Linked DNA regions of Gasterosteus aculeatus: region 1 is linked to region 2. The links are chromatin contacts, called in public Hi-C maps. All regions are on one chromosome and are shown on one strand. The core of a region is the stretch at or near the end of the contact, and the rest is flanking DNA. Distances in the headings are between cores, read along the strand shown.

Region 1 (4,288 bases), core at 1,098-3,597, 41 kb before region 2:
GGACACTCTCCTCTTGGATTATCACAGTCTGGTCGCGAACCAAGAGAAGCAGAAGCAGACATGCCTTTCCCAGATCCAGAGCAGTCTTAAAATCCCCAGGCTCCTATTACGACCACCTCAGCCATCCCCGGTGCACCAGCATAATCACAGCTCTGTGTTTTCCCAGAGAAAAATAAGGGAATAGCTGAAGATTTTCTGTTTCTCCACAATAGTGATGAGAATTCTGCTGACATATACTTTTTATGTGCCCACGTGTATCCGTCTTTAAACCACAAGTTGAGTATTCAGAGAATGAATATTAGAGTATAGGATGTTCAAACGCAGCAACGGCATTTTCCTGAAATATAATCAATACTTTCGCCACCAGCAGTACCAAAAAATGTCCGTGTTCAGTACCCAACTTTTACATAAAACGTGTTGAATGAAAAGTTACAGGAGCCCACAAACACTAACGTCCTGCTGCCCTACTTGACGCACTTACCAAACTCAGCTGTGCAGGATTTTGTCTTTTCCTTCCAGAGTGTGGAGTTAGCAAGAATTGGGTACATACAGAAGGGTCAAATGTGGTAAATAAACACCGGTCGCTGTTTATTCATCTTGCATATGGATTTTAGTGCCTGTTTGATCTGCAAAGGCCTTGGGCGCGCTCCAGTCAAACTGGGCGACTCATCCTTTAGTGCAGGGCTCCAAATAAAACTGAGCGGCCTGGCCAAGCAAAACCCACTACAGAGCTATTTTCCACCATCTGTGTGGCCAGGCAAAATACAAGGAAACCATTTATACCATGAGAACTTTCTGAATTAACACAAAATAGATCACTTAGAATGACAGGCCAATTGACACAGTGTCACGGCCCTTCCTAAAGTTGTCCATTTCCTCTGTGGGGGCAAGGGAAAAGCATTACTCTGCACATCCGCACGTCCTCCCTGTCTGGACCTTCCTGAACTGAAAACATTGGGTTTTTAACCAGTCTATAACACCCTGAGTTCCCACATTGGTTCAAGATCTTCCAGTTCTCTTGCCAGATATTCTCCTTCACACTGGTGCTGTGTTCACCTGCTGCCAAAGTCTCCCAGCTGCTCATGCTGGCCGCAACAGGGACGACTCTCTTCAGTGTGGATGCAGCGGCAGGGTCCTCAGGGCCTCACGGAGGGACTCTATCCCGACTATCCTCTTTCAAAGAGGACTGAAGAGGACCACAAAATACCCTCTCCCAGCTGCTTGCATCGAAACCCAACACCGGCTGGGCTCTGAGAGAGCAGTCAGCACAGGAAAGCCACGGATTATGGCCTCCACTGTCACACCGTCTTCAATGAGTCCACTGTCGCCCTTGGCTGCCAGTCCGTCCTGTACTCTGAGAAAAGACAGAAGATTTCAAGGTTATTAAACATTATTGTTCCATACATTGCACTTTCCCGTTAATGGAGCTGCAGTTACTTTCCAAGTGCATATTTGGCTGTTTGGCGACGAATGTGACTGAGTTTCATTTCAGCTACATTCTTTCCATGCTGTATTTTCATTTAGGCAGGGGCACGGCTCTGCCTTGAAACTCTATGACAGGGCTGCTCCAGTACCTCAGCGAGTGCAATGAAAAGAGTCTTTATCTGCCATTCAAATTGGCCAAACTAATTTTCCTGGAATGGCACCTTGCCAGAAACACTTAGCGTCTACTCAAAACATAAATAATTTTAACAGGGTGTGTATCCACCTGCTCAATTGCCCTTTTCTGTGTAAAACATAACCTTATCATTCTGAATTTTCCATGCATTTTCAAACAGCCAAAGCACTGGGATTTTACATCTGGTGAATAAATGGATTATGGTCTTTCGCCATAAAATACCATTTAATTAATGTTCCTACAGCAATATCTCCGGTGAACAAACCCTCCTGTAAATCTCACGGTTTTGGTTTTTGCTCCTGGAAGAACAAAGTGCATAATGAATCAAGTACTTGGCAGCAGTCATCGGTCACATTGATAACAGCAACATTTGAGGCAGTGATCAAACCTGCACTGCTAAATACCCTGAAGGACTTTAACAAATGCAACACAAGAACTTACCTGGTTGACATCGGTGCAGTATCATGTTGAAATTCCGTAAAGGTCAGGCAGACACACGGTTCAAAGACAACATATGGTGTGAAGCTGCAGTGTGAGACCAACTGTGCACTATGCAGAGGGCTATATTTCACTCCACAAACGTCTAAAACTGTCCTCAACTGTGACCAGAAGTCTACCGTTGCGGCATGTGATGAAGAAAATCGTATTGACAAGAGTGACAGGCATGAAACAAATTACACAAACTTGATGGAGGGAAAAATTGGAATTGGAGGTTGTGTAAACGAGTTGCTGTTGACTCTGCTGGGCGAGCAGCTGGCGAGCCGTCAAGGTGAAGTGAACAGGGCAGGAACAGCAACATACTGCCATCGCACTTCTGCCCCCGAATGCTAAGTACTTAATAAAATGCAGAAGAGCACCAAAGCTAGAAGTTTGATATGCACATGTTTAGGTTAAATCTATTAAGAATTTAATTTCAAATCTGGAGCTCTAAATTGTCATGTACTAAAAAATAACCGTTGTAAATATTTGCACTTAATATTTACATTCAGCATTTTTTTTTACTAGTTTCCACTTTAAAACGCCTGCAAGTTGCAAGTGAGACAGAGAGAGAGAGAATGTGAGCACAGATTGTACCCAGCTATGAGATGGTGTGTTTGTGCACATTCCTGGAAGCCACAGCTCCCGTTGGCAGGTTGACTTTCTGAGCCTGTTAGTTCTCTCAGCTCCACATGTTTATGTCTTGGGTTTCTCTCCTTCTCCCTCCATCTCCAAATATTTTCTAATGCCACTGAAGAATGTTTGAATGTTGTTGAAGTAGTGGAGCGGTTATATCCAATGAGCAGGATCGCTGTTTTGTTTTTTTTGTTCTTTCAGCTGATGCTTTATGAAGCGGCTGTGCTCCTTAATTCCACTATGAGACCACGAGCAAATGTTTGCGTGAGGATTCACCATCTTCATCAAATGATCTATTGTAGTGTAAATGTAAACATGTGCCATGATTTATTTCTATAAGTGACTTTGCCTCTGGATTAATTTGAATGACTTCTTTGTTGAGTAGAAAAAAATGTTGGCTAAAATTAAAAGTTGTGGTGTAATGGAGGCTCTCTGTTGGTTCTCTTGCTGATGAGCTCGGAGTGGGTCTGCAGTGCCTCCTTCTCATTTATATTCTTGTGTTTTTCATACATAAATTAACAGAAACCACACGGTGTGGCCACGACGTGACAGCGAAGGTGAAAACTACACAGCCACAATGTAGAGACCAAACCTTACAGGGCTCTGGTACTCAAGTTAGATGAGGACCTAATTAGAGCTGAAGCATCTAGTCAGTCAGTGTGACATCAATGTTAAAGGAATAGTTTGACATTTTGGCAACACAAGAACTCTCATGTCTGTGTGTTAAGTATAGCTGAAGGCAAATAGTTAAGCTTAGCATAAAGAGGGATGAGAAACAGCTACCCTGCCTCTCTCTCTTTGCTGGTGTGTGCAGTTTCCCAACAAGAAATATTCAGCATTCATTTTTGTTCACAGATTAAACTAATTGGATGTTATGCAGCTATTGTCCCCTGTAGTTAAGCAAAGCTAAAGGTCTCCTAGCTTAGAAAAAAGTCCTTTATAAGTTAGTTACTTTAGAGTGACGTGATTATAAAAGTTTAATATAACAACCAGTCTAATAAAAATAGCTTCTTATTGGAATTATTATTATCGTGTTGTTCTTTTCCACAGGCAGGCCGCACTCAATTTCAAATGTTGGATTTTTTATGCTGAATGTATCCCTCCTCAGGTAGCTGAGAGGGTTTTATTTTTTCTCTTCAGACGAGTTTCCTTCTTTCTCACAGAAAGTCTGTCTCCTCTGAAACACAGTGGGCGGAGAGGACACATCTGCTGCAGCTGTGCAGACGCAGTGCTGATGGATACTGCAGGTAAACTTGCTTATTACTGCACTGGAATTGAAGGCCTGCGGCTGCCAACAAAGATAAATGTACAAACACACTGTGATAAACAAGGCAGAAATGCTTCAACGTGACTGCATATTTAAGATCTGTATGAACTGTGTATTTGAGGGTGATTCAATGTGTGTGCACAGCTGGCACTCTTCAGTACATTTAGATGCATGTAGTTGGTATATGTCTCATTGCAGTGGACTGCTGGGTGCCTGCTCTGGACTATTTCAGGTGCTGCCAACATCCCAGAGTGGAATATTTACCTTCCACTCTTAAAACTGAGGAAGGG
Region 2 (3,885 bases), core at 981-3,480:
AATACGTTACTCTTTAAACTGCACCTCATTTCATGTCATTATTTTACCGTATCATCTCCAACTGAGTCATGTCATTACAATGATAGCTACTATCCGCCTCCAAACATTAGGCTCCAAATTTGCCAGCCTGTTTTCAGTCTACTCGCACAACACAGCTGTGTCATCTTGGTCACACATTTCTCTGGCCAGCTAGAAAGAGATTTTCATTTTCATTCGGTTGGAGCCACACAGTGTAATTATCTAAATTAAAATGGAAGTGCTGTTCCTGGGGCTGTTCTATTTGTCTAATTGTTTCTGTAATAGTCGTGCCACAAGTTCTCATGAGGGCAGATGAAGGAGTGTGTTTTTCTGGAGTGTTTTTAATTTGGGTTCCTGGCTCCCCAACCATGCTGCTTTTTTAAAAAATTTTTACTGGAATTCCTTGAACGAACACGTTGGTGGGCTGGTTACGAACAGTTCAGCGGTTCATGGATGCCTTTGTGAGACTTTGACTGTTGTGTTTCCTCTTGCACAGCTTCCCTACCTGCTGCTAAACTCCACAAACACAGACGCAAAGACTCGCATGTACCCTGTGTTCTTCGGAGAAAGCATCGAGGTCAACCCCAAACCCGAGCAGGAAATCAAGTAAGGGAACTTTGACACATAAAGAATGTTTTCTGCAATATGGAGCCTTCTTCACTTATTGTGATCAATACATGCCAACAGTGCCACCTAGCGATCGCTCTTAAACTGTATAAGTTTCTGATCTCGTCACCGTCTCGTTTCCAGGTGCAGCTCTGAGGTCAGGTACGACTCGGACAAGCATTACCAGGACCGGGTGTACTGCGCCCCCGTTCCCACGGCAACCTCCTTCAGCGAGACCGTTGTGGCGGTGCGCAACTGCACTTGGAGGAGCTACAAGTCCCAGGTGTACCTGGAGCCACGGCAGAAACCCATCAGCTACCAGAGCACCACCATCATCTACCCAAAGCACGCAAAGAACACGTACCGCACGACGCTCAACTACAACGCCACGGGCTCCCGCCGCTGGTTCGTCTCCACGGTGCAGCTGGAGTCGAGTGAGGACACTAGTCCCTGCATCATCTACACAGAAGACCTGTAGAGTCCAGACCGCAACTGGGAGAAGAGGGCTACCTGGTGATCATCTTATGTGTTTTGGAGGACGAGGAACTTGGGAGCGGAAATACTTCTTTTTTTTAAAAACCTACTTTGTACCCACCATGGAGGAAGGCTTTAGTGACATATCTCCTCAGTGCATTTAGACTTTCTACTGACGTAGTCCTTAAAACAAGGGAGTCTGTCCTCTGGCAGTTTTAATACTGCACTTCAATGGATCATGTCTTATTTAATGCAAGAGATGACAAGTTGGTGGCCTTTGCTCTCCTTCGGGTTAGACCACAGTGAAGGTAACAGGCGTCTGTGTATTGAGCCTGCGCAAAGCCGGTCACACCAATGCAAAGCATTCTAATATGGCTTCATTGCACTCGTTTTCTATAAATTACTGTCCTCCCAGTGGACTTGACATTGCCGAGGACCGAGGGGGAATTGGACCAAAGATAGTTCATCTCTTTGTAATAAGAAGAAACTTTTGCTTTAGTTGTACAGTTTCATTTAACACACATTCGAACTGCAGCTTGTGTAGTTCGATCAGACGTTTGATTAAACTGCGCGTTGCAAGATGTCATGTTTATTCACCAGAGCTGTATTTGTGAAAAAATTTGGAAAAGGAAGATTTTAGTACCTTTGAACACTTGGTTTTCAAATCTACAATTCTTTGCAACATTAAATATTCAGCTGTGTTGGAATTATGTGGTCAGGATTCAAAGTCCTTTTGAACGTCTGTTAAAACTTTGAAAAATTTGAATACGTTTGTTAAGGTAATGTCAGAGTCAAGGTTGTTTTACTAGAACAGGTTATTATTAGCTTGTTTGGCTGCAGATCAACAAAATAACATCCTTTCTTAGTCTGCTTCATGAGCACGTCATCTATAGTAAAATATGATTGAGAAAAACGCGTGTGTTTTCATGGCAGTTAAGAATCGTGGCAATCATTGTATTGTTTACCTTTCTGAACCGGCTTTGGCGTCAGACGGTGGAGCTTCTCGCACGAGTGACAATCACAAATTAGACAACCAGGGAAAGAGTTTGTTCATTTGAAAGACTTCTGTGTCACAACTCTTGGAGCTGAATATGGAGCGTTTAGTTCTGTGGAAAATCTGCGTTTCAACTGCCTCTAAATAAAGCAACAACTGTTCAGGATCAGGTTTAACCAGCTATTCGTAAATCCTGTCTGTGCACGAACTAGGCGTTGGTTTCAAACTAGTAATTTACTTAATCATATTGCACTATTAATATTTAAATAATGTCTGCTAGTCACATTTTTTAGGACAAATCGGCAGCTTTGTCCAATCAAAACAATCTAAACATGAAGTACATCAGCATCAAAAAATAAACAGTAAAACATTATATTAAACTAAAGTAGTAATCTTTTGTAAATGTATATCGTACATTGTTTTATTTATAAGTCAGTGTTTTTAGGTGTTAGTATTGAGGCAGTTTTGAAAGTAGCTTACATTATGCGGCCATTTTGTCTGACATTGGTAATATTGCGTTATGATATTATAACCATGTTGTTCATTTTGCGAGATTTGATTCAAAATCTTGTTTTAATTTAAAGGCGTGAGGGCAGATGTTTCAAGCGCGCTGCAGACATGCTAGCCGGCTAAAGTTAGCTTTGTCAGTTGTTTCCGTTAGCTAACCGTGTGTGCAGTAGCTACGACAGTCACACTTGGCATTTAATTCCTATATAAGAACTACTTTGTGTCATTGTGTGATACAACTTTACCGCCTTTATTTGAGCAAAGTGTAAATTTCGTCGTACAGTCGTAAACACTCAAAGTGGAGATGTAAATTTAATTTACGAATCGTTGGTGTTTCATTTTGTTTTCAGATATGAACAAATAGTCAAAGGTTTAATGATCCAAGGCAATTTCAAAGCGTTGAACCACTCTGTTATAACGAAGCAGTTAAACCACATCAGATATCCCTGTTGAGATGTAAAATAGATTTTTATGGAGAGTTCCCATTACTTTTCTTGTCTGTCTTTAGATTATTTAACAACTAAAATGAGTAAATTTCAGACTTTACTTAGATTTTTATCTCTATCAGATTAACTTGTTATTTTTATAGTTTGTAAAACCCTCCAGGCACGCGGAGGCACGAAGTGAGTTTAACGAGGGAACAGAAAGTAGCGATACAAAGACAGAAAAATAACATCCGCTCCTTCAAAGGAAACATTATAGACGAGGGAGGAAATTGTTTTGGAGATGGTTTTTATACTGCAAAGTTCCAGGAAAGATGGAGAGTTTTGTTTGTGTAGATTGTCTGTGAAATGTCAAGAGAACGAGAAGAGAAAGTTGGTGGGTGACAAATTTAATACTTGGTGGTTTTATGTGAAATACCTTTTCTTTACTGTAAAATGATTTCCTGTTGTATATGTGGCATTGAGGCACTCCATAATTCTCTTTATATTTTTGTACATCAATTATCATTTTTGTTCTGATCAAAGAAAATAATTTAAAAAGATGTATATTCTAAATAAATAAAAAAAAGCTATTCCCAAACCCTTATTCTGTTGTGTTGAGTATTTGTTGCTTGATCTACAGGACATAGTATTTTTAGTTTTGTACTTATAAGGACAAAGGACTTTAAATTGAGAGTGAAAGGCTTCAGTCTAAATCTCATGACATTGTCACCTTGTAGCGCTCAGGGAATTAAGTAAGGAGGCGGATCATAACAGACATGCAGTTTGACACAATAGATAAATTGCACAAATCACAGGAGACCAGAGGAGCCGCAGCTGAGCAGCTCATTTATAGAATAACCA

The links. Hi-C and Micro-C count contacts between places; a contact is called where the count stands out from the background.
Region 1: a contact with region 2 is called in a Hi-C map of skeletal muscle, with 9 times the contacts expected there. The contact joins two enhancer-like sites. A contact is called at or near these places in 5 of 6 Hi-C or Micro-C datasets (liver, skeletal muscle, tail fin and 1 more).

What each region holds. Positions count from the first base shown.
Region 1 is chr13:16,222,925-16,227,212 of fGasAcu3.hap1.1, reverse strand. It overlaps LOC120830226 (a long non-coding RNA gene), which reads right to left. Exons shown (of 2, transcript XR_005713880.2): 2 at 1-1,354. Among protein-coding and RNA genes, the nearest start is that of LOC120830226, 5.4 kb to the right of the region's middle. Within about 2 kb of position 2,347, at least 2 of the 9 cell types and tissues checked have open chromatin away from gene starts, as enhancers often do.
Region 2 is chr13:16,182,451-16,186,335 of fGasAcu3.hap1.1, reverse strand. rflna (refilin A) reads left to right here. Exons shown (of 4, transcript XM_040196551.2): 3 at 515-624; 4 at 769-3,628. The coding sequence ends at 1,102. Among protein-coding and RNA genes, the nearest start is that of rflna, 6.2 kb to the left of the region's middle. Within about 2 kb of position 2,230, at least 2 of the 9 cell types and tissues checked have open chromatin away from gene starts, as enhancers often do.